Linked DNA regions of Zea mays: region 1 is linked to region 2. The links are chromatin contacts, called in public Hi-C maps. All regions are on one chromosome and are shown on one strand. Each heading gives the region's core, a stretch centred on a gene start, on an enhancer-like site or on the middle of the called end of the contact. The rest is flanking DNA. Distances are from core to core; before and after follow the strand shown.

Evidence for each region. A called contact is a pair of places that touch in the nucleus more often than the background predicts.
Region 1: a contact with region 2 is called in a Hi-C map of leaf, with 4 times the contacts expected there. The contact joins the promoter of LOC100277313 here to the promoter of LOC100384006 in region 2. A contact is called at or near these places in 6 of 25 Hi-C or Micro-C datasets (bundle sheath, ear, leaf and 1 more).

Annotation. Positions count from the first base shown.
Region 1 is chr9:22,590,946-22,594,067 of Zm-B73-REFERENCE-NAM-5.0, reverse strand. LOC100277313 reads right to left here and starts at 1,297. Exons shown (of 5, transcript NM_001371745.1): 1 at 1,005-1,297.
Region 2 is chr9:22,315,814-22,318,986 of Zm-B73-REFERENCE-NAM-5.0, reverse strand. LOC100384006 reads left to right here and starts at 1,885. Exons shown (of 11, transcript NM_001176617.2): 1 at 1,885-2,061; 2 at 2,188-2,393; 3 at 2,495-2,614; 4 at 2,710-2,874; 5 at 2,962-3,112. The coding sequence starts at 2,229. LOC100384855 (Superoxide dismutase [Fe] 3 chloroplastic) reads right to left here and starts at 1,537. Exons shown (of 9, transcript NM_001366879.1): 1 at 1,443-1,537; 2 at 717-791; 3 at 424-612; 4 at 99-270. The coding sequence starts at 594.

The DNA of each region.
Region 1 (3,122 bases), core at 48-2,547, 280 kb before region 2:
TTGTTACGGCTGATGGACGTCGATGTATTGCATGTCAATGCATAGCATTGCATCACAAATGAAAATATTGACAAACAAGGGGGAAATAGGTCTAATGTCTGAGTAACCAGCGTCCCCTCCCACCAATCACCCATAGACAAATCAACAGGGTGTTCTCACGGCAATCCCGAAAGAAGATAAAGAAAACACTCTCATATCGTTATCACACCCTATAACTTGGCTTCTTCAGCAGCATCTACAAACGCTAGAGCAACGTTATGCCGACGCTTTTGGCGGTGCTGACTTGAGGAGGCATCAATTCGACGCGGAAGTGCAGAAAGCAAGGGTTCATGTTTCTTTGTTATCAGTTGCAAATACTGTTTCCACTAGATCATGTTGGTTCATGATTCATGGAATGGAGATCAGTAGGGCAAATTAGAAGCCCAACTTGATCTGGTGGAGGTGAAGTTCAGCCCGCGTCGCAACCAAACGGCACTCAACTTTCTGAAAAAAAGGCAAGAGATGCCAAGGTTCTTCTAATCCCAGATAAATTTTATTTGCAAGTATTGTTCCCCGTGTCGCGAGAATGATGTCCCCTGACTACCTGTTCCCTGAGAGGGAGCTCACGTATGCAGCGTCCAGTTGCTGTATTCGTAACATATATAGAGAACATAAATTCTGCATGGCGGTGGGCCGGTGGTCTTCTCTAAAGCTACATTATATTTCTATTGAATGCATAAACAAATCAACACAGACGAAAAGCTTATGAGATGGATGAAATTATAAAAAGAACGGTTGCAGATCTTTGTCAGTCTTTTCTGTTGCCCTTATCCTAAAGCCCACGGAAAGCAGCAGAACCCAGAAAGTAGCAAAAGAGGAAAGAAGAATGCCAGGGTCAGTTCATCCTTTTACCGCATCTCCCTCCCTCTTTTGCACTGAGAGAGTGAGGAGAAAAGGAAAAGGAATGCAGCACAACTTTTGACGGTGATTAAGTGTGGCGAGGTTGAGCCTGCTCGGTTGAATACCTGAGGCTTGTTCGGTTACCGTCGCGTCGGGGATATTCAGAGCGGAGGCCTGGGGGCAGGGAAGCCGCGAGCGCGACTCCTCACGCTGCCTCATCCCAGCGGGCGGCGGCGGCGGCCCAGCTCGGCCATCCGCCGGGGGGGCGGACCTACGGAGCTCGCATTCGAGGCGAGGGGTATCGCACCCCCAACGGCCCAATCCCGATCGACTTTTCACTTCGGCTCCAGCGCCGCACCGACGCCGCCGCGGAACGGCACGATCTGTTCGCCGCGTGGACCCTTGCGTGCAATTTTTTCTTGAGTGGAGTTCTCTCTAGTCTCTTCTCTGCTGCGTCAGGGAATTTGATTATTCTTTATTGTTTTTTATAAAGTAATTCATCCAAATCAAATAAATTGCAGAACTAGTCGTGTCGCCAATTGGAATGAAGAAATTATAAATCTTCACCAGTCCAATAAGCTGTTTCTTTTTTCTTTTTCATAGTTAGATTAGAATTAAAATTGACAGAACTCACCTTTTCCACCAGCATATATTAAAATCAAAACATATCGGCCTAAGTTAGGATAGATAAATCATTTTATACATTGAGGTAACATATCTAGATATCTGGTGTAAAAAAGATTAAGATGGTAAGATTGAATCTTGTCCATCACATCTATCATCTATGGCCAGGGCTAACCATTTCGAAGAAAATGTAAATCTCGCATGACACCCAAAACGAAATTTGGAGCGAATTTCGCCGAAATTCATCCAAATCCGTTCAGGATGGAATTTGAAATTTTAAAACGATTTTTTGTGTTTTCGGCGAAATACGGTGCAGTTTCGGTGAAATTCGTTGTTTCGGACCGGAAAACATTTCTCGTGTTAGAAAAAACTAACAGGATTTTTTACATGGTCAAACGATTTTTTCGACTAAAAACATCGAAAGTCGGTCAAAAGCGCCGAAATTCAGTTTTACTTTTTTTAACTTTTTGAAATTCAAACCGAATTTTCGAAAAATCCTGGCGAATTCTGATTCTGCCAAACAACGAGAACGGGAAAAAATGGCGGGTTTTTCGAATCCCGAGCGGGGTTTAAATCCCTGTCTATGACTGAGTATAACTCCGCTTGAAGAATGTGTCCTAGTTTGTCAATACCTAAGTGTTCTTTAAAAAAAATAATATGAAATGAGGGGAATTGCACACAACCGTAAAATAGCTCGATAGACATAATTTGTTGGTAACATTAACATGTTAACACTCTTGTTTTTTATGCGAGATATGTTGCCCTATATAAATGTTTAGAACTCGATAACAAATTATAAATTTTTGTAGTCCACATTTTCTAGTTTAATGTTATGTTGGTGCCAAAATTATCAATACACTGATGAGGTCTTCAACTATTAGTTTCAACATTGATCAGTCATTTTTCGCCAAGATAGATCTTAACGAATGCGCTGTGAACTAAGATCTAAGAAGTTACAAAAGAGAGGTAATAATAATAAAGAGAATCGCTGCATCACCCCTGCCAATCTCGGGGTGGGATTTGGGAGGTGTCAAAGTAAGGTGTTGTTTGGTTCACGAAATATAACGTAAATAATAATATTAATGGTTTATGTTTGAGTACCAGCGATAACAAATTTAAATAGACCGGTATCAATTTTTAGTGTGATATCTGATTACGATTAGACTTAAATAAACATGATTTAATATTATCAGTTATCTATTATATTACAAAACATAAATTCTTTAGGCCATCGATGGGCCGCATAGAAGTCTGTCACGCTAATGCGATGGGCCTTCTCTTAGTTAGGACGTAGGAGCACTTCATTCCGTAGAGCTGGGTAGCACCATCATCCGTAGGGAAAAAACAACTGGGCCAGATTCAGCCTTCCGGGGGCAAAAGGACAGTAAATAAATAAATCAAGCAACCAAGCCGGGGTAACTGATATTTAATTTGGTCATGAGACAGATTTATTTCGTGACTATTTCATGTTATTTTCAATTATTTTCCTTCCCCCTTTGCTTGGTGATGAGGTGAGTGAGGGTTTGATCGGGTGTGGACTGTCATGTTTGTAGGAGTAGAACACGTACACTATGTTGGAATTTAGCATATCTAAGTCTATTTGTGGTTGGCTTAATTCA
Region 2 (3,173 bases), core at 636-3,135:
ATTCAGCAGAATATAAACTAAACTTAGAAATTAGCTTTAGAAAGAGCAATTCAGGAAATCGGTAGCCTGTACTTCAGAGAAAATAGAAAGAAACTTACAGACAAGCCAAACCCAACCAGACCCCAATAGTTGTAAGGCTGAGCGGATAAACTCTTCCCTAAAATTAGTAAACGAGCCAAAATCCTTTTCAATCTGCTGCAGCACACCTCCCTCAGGTAAGCCACCACCTTCTGGTTGCATCGATTCCCAGAAGAAGTGATGGTTCCAGACCTGCATGACAGAAAACACAAGCTTGGAACTCCAAAAACCATCCTACTATTGCCGAAAGCACAAATTGCAGTTTTTTTTGAAAGAAAACATATGACAGACAGAAGATGATCAGTGCAAGCAAAATAGAATGGACGGAGTATGTAAACAAGTTACCTGTGCTGCATTGTTATATTCTGGTAATGGATTGCCATTGTTGTAGGCTTCTTTTATCAGATCCTCCAGCGTATATCCATACAGAGGGCTGGTAGCCAGCTGCTTATTCAAGCCATCCACGTAATCTTGATGGTGCTTACCCCAGTGAAGTTCAACTGTCCTCTTGCTCATGTAAGGTTCCAGAGCATCCTGAGCATTGTACCAGAAAACAAAGGTAAACAAAGTTAAAATTTGGATATTCCTTTAATGACAGCACGTGAATCTTTTGAGATTGACGTCAACAAGCTTACAACCAGTTTATATGGTGGAGTTGTGAGACTGTAATAGGACACAACTTTCAAAAGTCTTCGAGATAGGCCACCCTGCCGCTGTATTTTGTGCAATAAACATCAGGCGCAAACAGCACACAACCTCAAAACACATGTCTGCACAGCAATTTCATTGATTCCAACATGCTTTAAAAATTAAAATATGTGAGGATGACAGCAGAAGCTCAAACAAACTGGGCCTTACTAAACAGGAAATCAGTTGACTTCAATTGAATGCCCAAGTATGATCATTGAATAATGAAAAGTAGTACAGTTTAGCCTCTTAAAAAGGTAAGGTCATCTGTGCAATTTAGTCCCTTAAGAAGGTAAGGTCACCCAACTGCGCAATCAAAATGCCGTCGATTTCCATGTGACATAAGTGAGAGATTGAATTTATATGCATGTGAAACACACATAGACACACGCGAATCCTCTTATGCTAGAGCTGTAGAGCATTATAATGGCTAGGCAGTCCGGAACACAGCAGTGAACGGAAGAGACCCGGACCGCTCCATGCTTGCGGCTTGCCACTCTGCCAGTCGCAGCGCAGCGCCATGGCGGGCAACGTACTGGGTCCTGGGTGAGGCACACGGGGCATCACCCGCAGAAGGCGTGGGCGCGTGGCTCCGCCTCTCGCACAATCGAAACAAACATGAATGCAGCGAGAAGGGAGTAGAAGAAGGGTTCAGTAGAGGGTCCCACGGGGCTCACCGAGCGCAGCTGCCTCTGCTGAAGCTTCACACCCGCCGGCGGTGGAGGTGGAGAGCCGAAGCCGCCATTTTTCTCTGCGCCGCGCTATCCAAATCCACCCCGCGGAAGGAGGCTGGCCAAACCGCCGAAGCCGGAATTTCACCGCAAGTTTGCAGATCAGCCCAAAGCATTTCCAAAAAAGACCCCTGTTGGGTCGAGACTTCTAATATAGATCCTGTGTTTTTTCAGAAAGACACCTAGCTTCGATCGCTGATGGCAATCACGGCCTATATATTTTCCAAAAGAAATCCTAATTCGGGTCGTGACTCGGGAGTAATAATAGCCGCAGTTTCGCAGATTAGCCCCCACTCAGGGAAAAGTCGCCGCAATTTGACTACAGTTGGACGCACTAACGAAAGCAAACTCTATGCTATATTAGGACACAGAAAAGATCAAAATCTCGCGTTCGGATCAGCCTCTCTGTCATGTCGCCAATACAGCGCAGCGCTCCGCATCCACCCAAATCGGAGTAGGGTCGTCAGTACAGCGCGACGCCCTGCCAGTAGCCGCCGCAACCGGCCGCCGGTCCCGCGCGAGGGGAGGAGGAGATCACTGCGGCGGCGTCTTCTGCCGGTTTGAGGTAGCTGCGGTCATTTCCGTTCGCGCTTAAGCTAATTGGAGTTGTTAATTTGGAGGGGAAGAAGATTCAGCTGGCTTACTCCGGTTCGGGTTTTCTTCTTCTTATAAGTGGATCGTCAAATTTCAGGATTCGGGGCATCACTGCAGCAGCTGGCGCCAGGCTCCAGCATGGACACGGCGTTTCTGAGTCCTCCGCTTGCCCGTAATCTGGTTTATGACGAGTTTGCCGTTCTTCACCCCACTAGCTACCCTTTTCATACTCTTCGGTATTTGAGATGCAATCCAATGTATTCGAGACCGCTGCTAACAATAGCACCAGCCTCACCATCAAGGGTATGCTCTTCCCGAAGTTGTTTCGCATATATCGTTAGATATACATTAACGCCTGGAGCAAATTCCAAGGCCTGTGATCTGATACCACAACTCTTGTGCAGGGCTTGATTCAGAGAGTGGCCGCACTACCTGATGTTGATGATTTCTTCTGGGAGAAGGATCCTACTCCAATACTTGACACAATTGATGCACCCATTCATTTGAAAAATCTATCTAGTAAGGTCGTCAGAGTCATACTCTATGGACTTCCATTCTCGTAGCGATAATGCATATGATTTGAGAAAATTTTGACGCTTGTATACCTAAACAAAAACAGGAGCTCAAGCAGTTAGCCGATGAAGTTCGTTCAGAAATAGCTTTCATAATGTCCAGAAAATGCCAACCGTGTGGTGCTGATCGCTCAGTTGTGGAGCTGACAATTGCTATACATTATGTGTTCAATGCCCCAATGGATAAGATACTATGGGATGCTGGTCAACATGTAAGACATCTCTCTGTTACTGTTGTTTTGTTTTTCTCAGATCTGTTATCTGCAACCCTTTTCCGCTCAATAGTTTTCTTGCAACAGGCATATGCGCACAAGATTCTCACAGGAAGGCGCTCTCTCTTCCATACTATTACACAGAAAAATGGCCTTTCTGGGTTCACGTCGCGTTTTGAGAGCGAGTATGATCCCTTTGGTGCTGGACATGGATGCAATAGTCTATCCGCTGGCCTTGGTACTGCCCTTATTTGTTCATTACTGTCTTGCATGGCAAATTGAACTGTTCTCTGCAACTG